Linked DNA regions of Mus musculus: all the other regions are linked to region 1. Evidence: chromatin contacts called from public Micro-C and targeted proximity ligation data. All regions are on one chromosome and are shown on one strand. The core of a region is the stretch at or near the end of the contact, and the rest is flanking DNA. Distances in the headings are between cores, read along the strand shown.

The links. Hi-C and Micro-C count contacts between places; a contact is called where the count stands out from the background.
Region 2: a contact with region 1 is called in a Micro-C map of the G1E-ER4 cell line. A contact is called at or near these places in 13 of 484 Hi-C or Micro-C datasets (B cells, the G1E-ER4 cell line, Sertoli cells and 6 more), 15 of 130 datasets of targeted methods (the NIH/3T3 cell line, bone marrow-derived macrophages, cardiomyocytes and 12 more) and 4 of 9 other capture datasets (adipose tissue, embryonic stem cells, liver and 1 more).
Region 3: a targeted proximity ligation map of pro-B cells shows a contact between it and region 1, with 6 times the contacts expected there. A contact is called at or near these places in 28 of 484 Hi-C or Micro-C datasets (the AML12 cell line, the Ba/F3 cell line, the C2C12 cell line and 20 more), 13 of 130 datasets of targeted methods (SST interneurons, bone marrow-derived macrophages, craniofacial prominence and 10 more) and 4 of 9 other capture datasets (adipose tissue, embryonic stem cells, liver and 1 more).

Annotation. Positions count from the first base shown.
Region 1 is chr19:24,298,537-24,303,624 of GRCm38.p6, forward strand. The region is part of intron 14 of Pip5k1b (phosphatidylinositol-4-phosphate 5-kinase, type 1 beta); the gene reads right to left. Among named protein-coding and RNA genes, the nearest start is that of Fxn, 20 kb to the left of the region's middle.
Region 2 is chr19:24,510,308-24,515,395 of GRCm38.p6, forward strand. All of the region lies in intron 1 of Pip5k1b (phosphatidylinositol-4-phosphate 5-kinase, type 1 beta), which reads right to left. Among named protein-coding and RNA genes, the nearest start is that of Gm52399, 30 kb to the left of the region's middle.
Region 3 is chr19:24,448,024-24,453,111 of GRCm38.p6, forward strand. All of the region lies in intron 1 of Pip5k1b (phosphatidylinositol-4-phosphate 5-kinase, type 1 beta), which reads right to left. Pip5k1bos (phosphatidylinositol-4-phosphate 5-kinase, type 1 beta, opposite strand) reads left to right here. Exons shown (of 6, transcript NR_167769.1): 5 at 443-535; 6 at 664-1,162. Among named protein-coding and RNA genes, the nearest start is that of Fam122a, 27 kb to the right of the region's middle.

The DNA.
Region 1 (5,088 bases), core at 1,530-4,029:
GGCTGAGAACAATCCCCCAAATAAACCTCTCTTCCTTTAAAAACAATACATACTTTGTGAGGGAGTGTATGCGCCCAAGAGTGCTTGTGCCTCTGTGTGTGTGTGTGTGTGTGTGTGTGTGTGTGTGTGTGTGTGTAGAGGCATGCATGCCCTGGCACACATCTGGAGGTCAGAGGACACTTGTGGGAATTGATTCTCTCCTTCCCCTATGTGGGATAAGGGTAGAAAAGAAGTCATAAGGTACGGGAGTAAGTGCCTGTACCTACTGAGTCATCTGGCCTTACCTTTCTTCTTTTTAAATGGGTTATCTCAAGTATTTTGTCATAGCAATACAAACACTTTAGAAGAGTCTGGGTCCAAATTCCCTAGCATTACTCTTAAATAAATGTTAGGACTCCTAGCCAGAAGTACGGTTGTTCTTTCCCAAGGGTCAGGGCAGCAGACTTCCTCTGAGCAGCTTTGGTGTAGAAGATGGGACTGTAGCTGTTCTTGAAGGATTTGAACACTTTGGGTGAAGACATCTATCTGGGTCTAATCTGGTGGAATGTCACTGACTGGATTTTTGAATGTTGGTCAAAACTTGTGGTTTATCTGGTCTCCTGCCAATCTCCTGTGCTCCATCAAAGAGCCCTGTTGCTGCAGCAGGTAGATGTCAGGGAAAAGACTGAGGTCAAGGTCTCTCATTTCAAAACTGTTAGTGCAGCAGTAATATTTTAACATTAATTTCTTTCCAGAGGGCGGGGAGGTGATGGAGGACATCAATGATTCATGCATCTTGATTATTCTACAGGGGAACTTCTGGTACTCAACTGAGCCTGCTGCCAATCTCCGTGGCTCCATGAGCACCTCAGAGCACACCGACCTGCAGCTCCAGGAGTCTGGTTTATTGATTGATTGATTGACCTCAGCTTCTGCTGTACTTGGGAGATGGGGAACTGAATCCAGTGCTGATATCATTTGACAAAGAGCCCAGGCTTTGGTTCCTGGCTGCTTTGTCATCAGCATGAAGGGCTATCCCCAGCCACACTAGAGCTAAGGACATTGTGAAGCCGAAGGCTCACCAGGCCCTGTCTGTGGAAGTACGGAGAGGTAGTGCTGCTTTCTACTGGAGTACACGATGGTTGTCATGGGCTAACCCATGTCCCTCTAAGGTGGAGGCCCCTAACTGTCATTCACCCAGAGTATGGCCTTGTTTGGAGACAGGGTCTTTACAGAGGAGATCTGTTTAAATGAGATGGTAGATTAGGTCCTATTTCATCAGGACGAGTGTCCTACTAGAGCAATGGTTCTTTTTTTTTTTTAATTTATTTATTTATTTATTATATGTAAGTACATTGTAGCTGTCTTCAGACACTCCAGAAGAGGGGGTCAGATCTTGTTACGGATGGTTGTGAGCCACCATGTGGTTGCTGGGATTTGAACTCTGGACCTTCGGAAGAGCAGTCGGGTGCTCTAACCCACTGAGCCATCTCACCAGCCCGAGCAATGGTTCTTAATCAGCGGGTTGTGACCCTTTGGGTGGGGGTGGGGCACAAATGACCCTTTCACAGGTGTTGCCTAAGACCATCAAAAAAAAACCCACAGATGTTTACATTATAATTCATAACAGTAGCAAAATTACAGTTATGAAGTAGCAATGAAAATAATTTTATTTGTTGGGACATCACCACAATATGAATTGTATTAAAGGGTCATGGTATTAGGAAGGTTGAGAACTACTGTTCTAGACACAGGGAGTTTGGACCACACAGACACACACAGAGTAGACATTGTGTAGACCCAGGGAGTAGACAGTTATCTGTAAGCCAAGTAGAGAGGCCTACACAGATTCTCTGGAAATGGAGCTAGGGACCCCACTGACACCTGACTGTGAACTAACTCCCAGTCTATAGAGACACGAAAGAAGACCTTCCTACACTCTAAAGTGACTTATCCTAGTGCTTGGCTGTGACAGCTCTAGCAAAAAGAAACAGTGGCCAGGAGCCCCACGGATTTAAAGAATACTCTTGTCTTTAAATTATCCATATTTTCATTTTATTATATTTAATCCTACTCCCCTAAGCAGGATAGGTCACAGACAGCATAAGGGAGGCCTGGAGCACTGGGTGTTTGTTGCTACTATGTTACACTTGCTGACGCTTCTCGGCCTTTTGGCTAAGATCAAGTGTTACCCTTGCTGTCTCAACTGCAGAAGTGGCATTTTCTATGCTGGATTAAAGGGTCAAGAGGAGGCTTTCCCAGAGACTAAAGTGGGTGAGAAGCGCATGCTGGAGTCTGAGAGATGAGCCTCTCTCCTCTCTGTTTTGCACGATTCTAACTGCAGCCTCCAGGCCAACCTGAGACGGCAGATGCTAGGCCTGTGGTATGAGATGCCTTTGATGCCCAAAGACTCTGCTACCTGATGAGCTGAGATGCATTATGCTGGAAGAATGTGGTCAAGTGCACCAAGAGGAAACAGGTTATTGAGCCCCATACTCACTCTTCATTAGGTTTCAATAGAGCCTTCAGTCACTCCCCCAGACCCATGGGCAGAGCTGCCTTTTCACCAGTAGGTGGCAGCAGAGGGTTTGTGGAAAGGAGGGACACCGATCAGTGAGTTTGTGGCTGTCAATCATAGGGGCTTGCTTTCAGAATCAGAGGAAAAGTGATTCCGACTACCAGTAAACATATGAAGCCCAGAGAGGTTGCAAGCACAGGTAGCGATCTGTCCTCACATCCGCTCTGGGAGCAAGGCACTGTGGGTATGTTGTGTTCAGACCCAGGGCCTCTAGGAGGTGACACATTTCTGTTGCTTAAGCCACACAGTTTGTGATAATTTCTTACAGCAGGAGAGTAATACAGGCCAACAAACAAAGGAAAGCCAGGCCTTCAGGCTCCTCCCCTGGACCCCTTCTCATGTACTGTCAGACTTGGTCAGCTTTGTTTATATTTTTAAATTTTATTTTATTATTTTATATGCATACGTATTTGTCTGCATGTGTATCTGTGCATGTTTGGTGCCTGGAGAGGCCAGAAGAGGGCACTAGATCCCCTAGACCTGGAGTAACCTAGACCTGGGAATCCAGCTCCCTCGGGAGAGGCAGTGGGAATGCCAGAGTTTCCAATCAACACCCCCTGGGGCAGCCGGTACTGGCTTAAGCAGGTAAAGATTAGAGACCCTTACTGATGCGGTGTGGCCGGGGAGGCATCATTCACCTCCAAGCCTAAGGATTCAAGTTCAGAAACTCAGCTTCTTTTTGCCAAAGCCCCTGCTTTGAGTTTTCTAAGACCCCTGTGACCTAATTTGTTGAGCGTTTGTCTTGGTATTTTCTCAGGCTTTCCTCCCACACCATGGCGTGGCAGCTGTTTATTCAACCACGCTCACTTCTTTGCCACCCTTCTTCCCATGATCAAAGGGTAGCATTAACAACCCCAAACACACCGAATAATCAAGCTGTCCAAGGGCTGACAGTAGGTCAGCACACTAATCTCCAATACTAGTATGGCAGAGAATTGGGGGTGGGGTGGGGTTTAACTGTTTCTTTTCCTTACATGCAGTTATTTTTGCACTTCAAACAGCCATTTTGCAGAAGCACTTTCACAGATAAAGGGCGTGTTATTGAGAGGATGCTAATGTGGCCAGTGTAAAGGCAATGGGATTGAGTAACAGAAGGAGAGAAGTCGCTGTTGGGTGGCAGCCATCCTTTAGATTTCTCTGTTAATAAGAATGCAATTCCTTCACCTCTCACTGACAACCCGTTCCCTGGGAGCCACGAAAGGGCACTCTCTCCCACTCCATTTCCCAGTGGGAATGGCTTTTTGTTGGTTCCCCTCCCCAGGCAGGCTGCCTTAGCATCCCAGGGTGACAGGCAGCATCGGGGGCTGATATCCACGCGACCATCCCGCTAGGAGAACGGCAGAAGCTCGCATTTCCCATCAGTGCGGCCCACTCAGTTCTGTTGTTTGCTTTTCAATACCCCAATCTGTGGCTCATCAGCTCAGCATTCAACAGGAAACATCTTTGGTCACACTGGATAAAGCCATCTTAAAAAACCATCTCCCTTGGATTTGAATATTTGCAAATGAGCCAGGAAGCCGAGGGGTGTACAGTGTGAAGGTGAAGGACCTCTGGAAAGCAGTGTTGGGCGAAACATTGGTAGGACCTGAATTAAATGCCTGAATACTGAATGATGAAACTGTTATCTCTCCTCAGAGGTCAACCATCCTTTTAAATTCCAGTTCAAGTTACAGAGAAAAGTCACAAGGCCTCTGTAAGCCCAAAGGCACAACTTTGGGTGGATCCCTAAAAGGAAATCTCAGGTTACCCAATACACACAAATCAATGTGGTGTAAGTCTGCATATTTCACAGGGATATAAATTAAATACTTAGTTTGGATCAGTTGACCACAAAGTGGGTTAGGATATCACTACTAAGAAGGAAACATCGAATCTTCAAGGGAAAAGCCTCACAAGAGACCTCACACTACACTGGGTGACGTCACCAAAGAGAATGTCATCCCAGAAGCCTTCAGGGCCGTTCAATTAAAGATGGCTGGGATAGAAATGGTTGGGATCCAGAGCTTTCGAATTAGGTCAAAAAGAAAGGAGAGAGAAGTTGCGCAGGCCAGACTGGATTTTCTTTATCATTCTTCCATAATGTAGAGGCAAATGAAGTCACTGATGGGTAGGCAAGAAGCTGAGTCTTCCCAGTTGTAGGACAACATTAAAAAATAATAAAATATCTCCAGCAAGAAAGCACACCCCAGAACTACAAATTAATGGTGTCTAATGTTCTAGACGTATTGCCTTAAAGTTTAAGTGAACCGTAATGCTGTGTGTGTGTGTGTGGGGGGGGGGCGGTTAGAGAAACTGCAGAGTTTGGGGAATGACTGTCCCTTCTTTGGAGAGCCAACCGTGTGCGACTGACTCCCTCTGATTCAGGATGAATGAGCCTGTTTGAGCTGCACAGGGCCATCAAGAGCATTCACTAATCCATTTAATAGATAAGAAGACTGAAGCCCAAGGAGACACCAGGAGCCGGCTCCTCTGATCGACAACTCATCGGGCTTTGCAAGAGGGGAAGAGGGTATCTTCAAAGCCTAGACAAG
Region 2 (5,088 bases), core at 1,739-4,238, 210 kb after region 1:
GGAGGGACTGATATACTGGGTCTACGTGTGGGTGGGTGCCGGAGTTTTCATCACACACCCCCCCCCTTAAATGTTTTGATGCTAAAAATACTGGTTATTCAGCCGAACAGGAAATAAAGTACTGATCCATATTACAAAGGGCGTGAAGCCTGGAAACACGCTGAGGGAAAGAAGTCAGACACAGAAGAATCCAGTAGATGACTCCCAATGGAAGACACAGCCACAAAACAGAAAGGCAGCTAAACACCTTCCTACGGCTCAAGGGGTCAGAACTGAGGTATCCTGGGCTATGTTCTGGAGTGTCTTCGAGCCAGAGGGAAGTCAGCTTGCCTCCAGTTTTCACCCTAAAACAGTAGACTTTTATGCTCTGTGAATAGCACCTGGATAAAAATAAATAAATGGATTGCAGCTTAGACCGTCCATTTCTTTGCCATGTGACATTTCAAACGTATTTTCTTTCAAACAGTAAAGGGATTCCTACTTAAGACATCGCAACTTCTTATTTTATATAGCTGGGCCGGAAGTTTTCATCTACTCTTTAGATTTTTTGGTAGGTCTCAGAGATGCTTACACCACACAGCTTTGCAGTGCTCTGTTATTTTTTTATTGTTTTGTAACTGAAGTACTTGCTGTTTTTTTTTTTTAAAGAAAGTTATAATTTATACAAAAGCAACAGTAAGGATCATATTTTTGCCTCACTCTCGCCTCAAATTAGTTTCCTAACTTGCATTTTCTTACAGCGGGGCCCTGTTAGATAATAGAATGTAAGAACTCTGAAGCAAATTTCAAATGCAAGGCATCATGTGTATAAATAAAGATGCTTGTTGCCAAGATAACACACAGGACGCTGCTGCAGAGGTATATCAGCCGCAAGCTAGCCTGAGGCATTGGTGGTCCATTACTTCACAGTCAATAGGCAAGTGACAAAGTGCCATGCCTGAAGAGCTGTCCTGGAGGGTTAATATTCAGATAGGACCCAGCACAAGAACCAGAGCAGCGAGATAAGCTGCCTGCCTCCTCCTGAGGGAGTCCATCCAGGCTGTGGCCTTGAGGAATGTGGGCTGTCCCAGTGGCCTTAGGAGGAATAAGACTCACTAAAAGAAGACCCGTGACCTGTCACTCATGCCTGGGAAGAGCAGGATCCGTCACAGGTACATCTTTGAGTTGAGGGCATCTAGAGAGGATTCTAGAACCTTTGGGCTCTACAAGGCTCTTCAGGGACACTCTAGCTGCTGTGTCTAGAGAGCTCTTGCCCCCAGTTTCTGTGGTGTTGTTACTTTCTCCCTTCAACCTCATTGCCACATTCCACCTTAGTCTCTAATAAGTTCTAGTATAGGTTCCATTACCATGCCTCGGCCATATTGTCCTGAGGGGACAGTAGTCCAGGTTCCCAGCCAGAACCTGCCTTCACCATGCAGAATAAGGGAACTCAATTCAGCCCAGGAAGCAGCCTATGTTCTTGTGGCAGACCCTTATCATTGTCGGGTCTCTCCTCCAGATCTCTTCCTGCCTGCTTCCAGCCCACACACTTGGGGAATTCATGGGCCCTCAGTGTCTAGGTTCTCATGGAAGGTGGTGGTCTTGAATTCCAAATGGCTCTTGCCTTACTCCTCAATCCTTCGAACCTCCTCAGCAGACTTCCATATCTCCCAGGGAAAGAAAACACTTCCCAACCTAAACACTAAGATCACTATCGTGTCTGGGTTCATCTTGCAATGTGGCCCATCCTCAGTCAGTCACACCAGGCAGATCTGGGAACAGCTAAAACAGCTAAAGTTACTGACTTCTCGTCCACGTCACTGGTTCTCACTCCTACACCCTCCTCCTACTCCAGGGAGAGAAATGTAGTTCAAGGGATTGTTGCGGAAAGAGCCTACACCCCGAGCTTAGGCCTGAACATCCAGGATAAGGCTTTGGCTGTCTTCATCTTCCACGCTTGTGAGCCTTCCTCTCCTCAGTTACCACCGGAACATGACAGATTCCTGACACTGCATTCTGGGACTTCCTGAGAAGCCCAAAGTCTGTGTCTATACTCAGCAGGAAACCAGGAAGTATGCATTGCAGGCCAGATGGATACGTCCAACATTTATCCCCAATTTCTATTAGTTCCTGTAAAGCAAATCTTCCAGTCCACAGGGTTACAAAGAATGACACAGACTCAACCTTCAATAGATTGGCACTTTGGCGAAGCAATGGCACAAAGAGTGATGATTTTCACCCTTTAACAAGTCAGCCCACATTGGGATATGGCTTGCCTGGTCCTACATGAAGCATTTTTCCTCACATGGCCATACTACTTCTAAGGGAACTAATCTGACATTGAGGTAATATAAAAAGGCCTTTTGGCACTTGAGCTACTCAAATAAGACAAAGCATCTGCAAGCTCGGGGCCTGTTTCCAACTGTGGAATCTCTAGGCCTAGCAGAGAAACTGAGGCAAGACAGGGTCCTGAAGGATCTCTCGGATGAGGAGCAAATGTGCATTCCAGCTCAGGTCTCAAGTGACATTTAGGTGACTACTGTAATATAATATATTAAAAGGACAAATGTGTCCTCTCTTCACACCCCAAGCTCTTAAATATACTCGCAGTATATTTAAGCCTTGCAACTGTACGGTGTGATTTTAGGAGGTTTTCCTTGTCTTTGCATCAGCCACTGGGACCACGCCTACTGGCCCCTCACCACGGCTGAGACCCGAAACACTGGTGCATGGTGGCATTTGATTGGCTCAGAGGGAACCCATATTCTGGATATCTAGAAGGAAACAATTCTACTTTACAATGATCTTTTTAAAAGATGGCCTTTCGCCCGCAGGGAAGGACTTGGCAAGAGAAAGCAGCTAAGAGGAAAGCTCGCTAGAATGGGGCTGGGAGGCACCGGGCACCAGAGAAGAAAGGCTTGGGAACTGGGAGCTGGGAGCTGGGAGCTGGGTGGGCTTTATCTCGCCTCTGCCGGCCTCAAGTCCCTCATCTGCAGAGAGGAGATAATGACGGATGCTTCAAAGAACTACTGTGAGCAGAAGACAAGTGCCTTCACGAAGGCTCTCAAGGCAGAGGGTAAGTAAAACATGGTAAAGTCCAAACAGCCCGTCTTTGATCACTGCTATCTGTACGCATACCTTATACGCACCTATCTGCGTACTCAGTGACTATAGGTACAGCTAGGCCCAGACATCTCAATGGAGTCGGGAGACAAAAACTCAGTTGTTTGGGACACAGAACGCATTGTCCCTGCTCCCCCACCCCCCAATGTTTCAAATCATAGAATTCTGGAATTATCTAGTTAGTGAACTGTCTCACTAAATTACCCTCCACCGTGATATCAGAGAGTTGGCTCGGGAAGGCACAGAGTGCTCAGGGATCCTCCCTACGGATCACACTCTCTAGAATGGAATATGTAACTGTTTGTACTCAGCGCTGTGCTCAGGAGCCAAGGGTGTCATGTCTCCCAAATGGAAGGCCTGGAAGGAACCGAAGCAATGACGGGGGACCTGGTTCTGCATGAAACTCCTAAAGCAGTGTTCAGATGACAGAGAATATGCGCTGCTAAGTAAAACAAGTCATTTTCTGTGGCTGGCAGAGAGGTTCCACAGCGCATGCGCAGTGCTTGCCAAGCGTGCGCAAGGCTCCGTCAGGTGGTTCAACAGTGTATGCACAGTGCTTCCCTAGCGTTGCAAAAATAAACCAAAAGAGAGGCTGAAGCAGGCGAAGTGTGAGTTCAAGACCAGCCTGGGCTACATAGAGTTCCTGGCCTATTTGGACTATAGAGTGAGACTTTAAAAGAAAACAAACAAACAAACAAACAAACAACAAAAATGAAACAAGGCGAGACATCACGTAAGCAGAAGCTGATGAGATGGCTCGGTGGGTAAAGATGCTTGCCACCAAGCCTGATGACCTCAATGTAATCTCTGAAGCCCACACAGTTGTAGGACACTATAGCTTTTAAAAACCACAACATTAAGAAATTTCATATTGATTCATATATGATTCATAAATTTAAATTTATGTTTTTATTTATCCATACACATACCTGCTTATGAAAAGACTGTAAAACAAACTGTAAAACATGAGCAATCATTTTATCTGTGCTATGGAGTGATAGAACTTAACTCCTTAAGTGCCATTCAGAAATGCTACACAGTAGCAGGGTGTGTGCCTTTCAGCCCAGCACTGAGGAGTCAGAGGGAAGTGGATCTCTGAGTTTGAGACAAGCTTGAGCTATGAAGAAATTTCTCTGTAGATTCCAACTAGGGCTACACAGAGAATCCCTGTCTCAAAAAAAAAATCAAATTAAAAAATATAACAGAAATACTAGAGATTTTGAAACCAATATTTACTCTGATCTCCGACTTCCACTAACCCCTCCCACTTTATAAGCAAAACATCCCCAGGCCCATCAAGTCCTATCCGAGCCTGAAATCTTACAGCTCAGGGATAAGTAGTCACAGGACAGTTTAAGCTGAGCTCATGTGACATTTACAGTCTGAGCTGCTCCCACCTAATGAGCGTCATGAGGAAATGCTCCTTAAAGAAGGAGGCCTTGTTGTCACACCTACACTTCTCACTAAATAAATATTTGCCCTGAGTCATATCACAGTTTATGGCATGTGAACAGCTTGGTTGCAGAGGGAGCCCCGATGATCTCATCAGAGCTGCTGACCGGGAACCCCAGTTCCAAGCTTTCTCTTTTCCTGCACGGTACCCCGCAACCTGTTTCCAGAGATCTTCCTGATAAGCATATATCATTATATGCTGTGCACATCTGTGACTGCAGAGAGGCAGTGGGTCACCTCTGACCTTAGCTGCACCCACTATAGCCACTTAACTCTCCGGCCCATTATGTCACACTGCACGGAGGCATTTAACACTTAACCAACCCCCAACATCTAATATATCAGCCAGAGCAAAACCTCCCCCAAACCAGGTACATGTTGAAGGTTTTAAAGGTCTTAGCTACTTCTTTAGCCACAGGAACAACACACCACCTAAAACCAAAACCCAAAACAAAAACAAGAGCCCATCCAATCACGTTTGCTTCTTCAGAGAGAAAATTCAGATATCTGATGTGTATGTATATGACAGGTCTC
Region 3 (5,088 bases), core at 1,633-4,132, 150 kb after region 1:
AGGAGTCTGTAAGAGTTTTTAGAGAGACTCCCTGTGGAAGGAAGACTCATCCTGAAGGTGGGTGGGGCCACCCTACGATCTGGGGTTTGGATGAAATGCAAAGGGGGAGGGAGGAAGTGAGCCAAGCACCTGCGGTGGCCAGTCTTGGCTCAAAGTGATACAAAAGGGATACAAAAGGGATACAAAAGGGATACAAAGTGACCACATTCCTGCCTCCATGCCTTCTCTAAGTCTACAGACTGTATTCCTTACAACTGTGAGTCAAAATAGCCCCTCCTCTCCTTAGGCGGCGTTTGTCCAGTATTTCATCAAAGCAAAGCAAACAGTACCTAGTGCATTTGATTAAGTTTACAGCTTACCACTTTCTTTGTGTTCTTTTTTTTTCCCCCTTCCCTATCCTCATGCCTTTGGTTCAATTCTCATTTGATGGAAACACTTCCAGTTGATCCTCCAGGAGCAGCACATAGCTGGTCTACTGGGACTCACTCCATGTGTAGAACTATCTGACATCCTCATGAATATATGTCTCTCTCAGGTAGGGGAAGGCTCTGAGCCTACTAACCCTTTCATCCAACTCTATTGTGTCCCTCATTCGATCCTGTTTCCATCTTTCCACTCTTCTTCATCAGGAAAGCTGTGTGTTTTTCTTTTTTCAATTCACAGTTCAAAAATCTCTGATGATGGGGCCTGCAGATCTTCCCTGGTACCATGAAACTGACAAGAAGAAAATATGTGGCGACCTCGGTTGGCAGCTCTTTGGTGATCTGACACAAACCATGAGGAAGATTTAAACTGTCTCTCAGTGAGGAACAGACTGCATATCCTCCAGGCTGTCCTCCAGGAATGGCATTGTCCACAACCGACCTTTCGATGAGAATTAGACAGGGCTGCATTCCAAGTGTCTGCAAGGGCACAGAGTGCAGACAACCCAATGACTAATTAATTAAGGAAATAATCTCTGTAGTAAATGTGTTGAGGATGTAGTCTGACCCATGATTCCAAGTAAAATCTCATTTTAAAAAAGACTTCTGAAATTAAACAAAGCTATATTACATTGTATATAGTAAGATGCTGAGAAAAAAAGTTGGTTAACAAAAACAACAAATGTTGGTTAACGTAACACAGCCAGGAAATAAAAGGTTTTGTTTCCGTTTCTCCATAACTTTGATTATTTGCTCATGTTTCTGGTACATACAGATTCTGTTAACTTAAAAAATAATAATAATTCAGGAGCTTGGGAGATGGCTCAGTTGGTAAAGTGCTTCTAGCATAAGCACAAGGTCCAGAGTTTGATCCTTTCACCCATGTAAAATACCAAGTAGTGTGACGCATGATTGTAATCTTAGCGCTGTGGAGGCAGGCAGGTAGCGCCTGGAGCTCACTGGCCAGCTAGCACAGTGCAATTGGTAAGCCAGAGTCCACAAAGGGACTGTCTCAGAAAACTAGATACATGGATCCTGAGGAATACCTGAGGCTGACCTCTGGCTTCACATACACACACGCTAACACACACCTGCACCCACACACTTTTGCACACCCTCACACACTTATCTTCTCATGCACAGAAATAGTAAACAATGGATACTATCTTTTTAAATTAAAAAAAATATTTTCAAAGAGAATATGATACTAGTCTATCCACAAACTCCTAAGCTCAAAGTGACCCTCCTGCCTCAGACTTCCAAGTGCTAGGTCTACCAGTGTCGGCCATCATGCTATGACATATGAATGGTGTTATGCACATTATCTCAGTTCATATTACAGTTTCTCAACATTCCTCAATTTAGCTTTCAAACAGTAACAAATTATTTTTAATCATATACATGCATGTATCTATGTGGAGGTTTATGCACATGAATTGAAGTTGCCTATAGAGGGCATCAGACATCCTGGCGGTGGGGTTACGGGTGGTTGTGAACCACTGGATGCGAGGCTGGGAACTGAAATCAGGGCCTCTCCAAGGGCCATACAGGCGTTCAGCTGTTGAGTCCTCTCTTTAGCCCTCAGTGTGCTATTTTGATACTTGTTTCATAAAGCGGATGGGATGCAGCCATTTTTAATTTTCTTAGGGCAGGTATTCTTGTTGGAAGGCTGACTTGTAGGAGGGAGGCATTTAGGGAATGGGAATGCTCCCCATTCCTACCTCAAGGACCCCCTACTTCAGTGTGGGTGTGCTGTGAGAATTTTCGAAAACTCAAATCCTTGGGCCACTCACCTAAGCAAGTGACTAATTACTACCCACGCACAACAAGAATGAGGAAGCATCATTTTCAGCATGCCTCACGGGCTCGGAGGCCATGTTAAACCACGCTAACCAGTAAACGAAATATAGGTAACCGACCACTTCAAGAGTGTTGCCAGAGGCCACTAGGGAAAACATAACTACATGGAGTCCAGAGAAGGAATGTAATGCATGGAATGGGTTACTGAAGTGCTGGGCGGGGAAAAAGCTAGAGAAGGGCTGTTAGCACACATCTTAGCACTCAGGATGCAGACACAGCAGAATCTCTAACATCAATGCCATCTTGGTATCTATAGTGAGTTCTAGGCCAAATTGGCACATGCCTTTAATCCCAGCACGTGGGAGGCGGAGGCAGGCGGATTTCTGAGTTCCAGGCCAGCCTGGTCTACAGAGTGAGTTCTAGGACAGCCAGGGCTATACAGAGAAACCCTGTCTTGAAAAACCAAACCAACCAAACAAACAAACAAAATACTAAGCAAGAGGTAGTAGTTAAAGATGGGTATCAGCAGGAAGCCACTGCTGATCTTTTCAACATGAGATAGTATTAAAGACTCCAAAAGCAGAGATGTCTGTTGGAGCCTGAGCAACGTGGTGAAGGCTGAACAACGTGGCCTGTAATAGCTTCTCAGCCTTTTGGCTAAGAGCGAGCCCAGAATGCAGAAGTTAGACTACAGTTGGGGCTCCCAAGGGCCAGCCTGCTAAACCACGGAGTCCCTGAGCTAGGCAGGTGAATCCCCTGTGAATTCCCAGCTAGGTCCACTTCAGAGATGATCCAGAGTGAGGAACGACTGGGGCTGGGCGAGCCAGGACAAAGAACAAAACTGAAAGGAAAATGAAAGCCGGAAGGTAGACACGAGGTGGTGAGCCATAAGAACTGTGGCTCTCAGTGGAAAGGTGGAGCGTGAGAGGCTGGCAATGCATTCTTACCATTTTTATGGTAAGAACTTCAGTGGTGCAGGGCAGTGGTGGCGCACACCTTTAATCCCAGCACTTGGGAGGCAGAGGCAGGTGGATTTCTGAGTTTGAGGCTAGCCTGGGCTACAAAGTGAGTTCCAGGATAGCCAGGGCTACACAGAGAAACCCTGTCTCGAAAAACCAAAAAAAAAAAAAAAAAAAAAAAAAAAAAAAAAAAAAGAACTTCAGTGGCTCACAACCAATTTGCTGAGCTCCACTGTTGCCCTTGCAGCCCAGGTGTAACAGGAAGAGGGGCCATGACCTTGGGCAGTTTGCCTGAAGCCCAGGTTAGAGTGGGCAGAGCTGAGACCTGGCTCCTCCGAGTCATTTGACTTCAAATCTTATGTTCTTTATAGCATGGTAACACCCTGCCTTCTACTCCCCAAAGGAAACAACCCAAAGACTAATAAAAGTTACACTGCATTTCTAAATCCATAAATGCATCTGAAAGGTTAGCCTACAGTTAGTTTACATAATTATTTCATGTAAACCGTGTTCTGCATTACTGAGTCTGAACCTAGAGGGCGTTCTTAATTTCCAAGGTGGAAGGGGAGCTGGTTTAAAGCTACTGAAGGTTTTAGATGTTGCATTGTACCTAGGGGCCATGCTGGAGTACTACATGAGGAAGCCTACAACCCCCAATTCCTAGCTAGGTCCACATCTTTCGCTCTTTTTAATCTGCCATAGTTGGGTTTGAGGCAAGGTCAAATGATGGGGAAAGAGGCTAATTATCTAAGTAGGTCAGCAAAAATATACAAGAGGTGAAGGATTCTAAGGACAAGTACAAACAGCTCATTAGACACCAAGGAAGTGAGACTAAGACTAAGGGTGAGCTAGGCTTTATAGTCAGGGTTTTGTCCATCTCTGCGGCTGACCCTCTGTGACCTCTGGTTCTCATCCCCTTCTCTCCTACCATGAGTTGTGCTGACCCGGTAGGGAGTTCTGGTTTGGTGGCATTGCCAGGCTCCTCTGATAATAGCCTCACTTCGATCCTGATTGGAGTGAGAAGGGGATATCAGGGATTTAATCCTCCCAGTGTTCCTGCCCTCTGGAAACTGAGCTTCCATAAGATAGCAATATTTAAATGTTCTCACGCCATTCAGGCTGTATGTACATCCACATTTCCGAAATTCCTCAAAACAGAAAGCAGACAGAGTATGTGTGGATGTCACTGCTAATCATTTTTTATTTTAATCATTCTCTTTTCGTGTTCATTATGAAAACAACAAATAATCCCATTCTTTCAATAAACGTTTAATGAGTATCACATGTCAGGTAGTGAGCCTGGCTCTGGGGCCATAAGGACAAAGACAGGGCCTAATTCACTAGGAAATCACCACAGTGGGATGGAAGGAGAGAGGGAGGGAGGGAGAGAGGAATGCAGACAGCTCAGACACAGTGAGCCATGAGCTCTGCTCTGGATTTTTGCAGGAGGAACTGGGTCAGTCCAGTCTAGGGGGGGGGGTGTCACAGAACGTTCCATTTGCTTATCTGAGGAGCACAGACATTGAACAAAGGCGGTTTGCAGAGGACAAGATGAGAGCAGCTATGTGGGCAAGTACATAGTCTAGCTGGAAAGGGAGTACTTCCATAATCTGCCCCATGTGTTTGAGGAGAGGCACAGCAGCCCTCAATGGGGCTTTTGGGAACAAACAACAATAACAAAGATGCAGAAAAGCAGGGAAAAAAAGATTTAAAACTCCAATGGGTCACTCTCGAAGGCTTAAAGATTAGCAACAAAAACCACACTCAACTGAAAACAACCCTTGACATAATTTCTAAAGCTAGAACTGTCTACACTTTTCAGACTAGAAGAAAAAAAATAAAGCGTCTTGTTATATTCAGAAATCACATTCTTAGATTTTTTAAGTGAATAATAAAAAAGAGAGAGA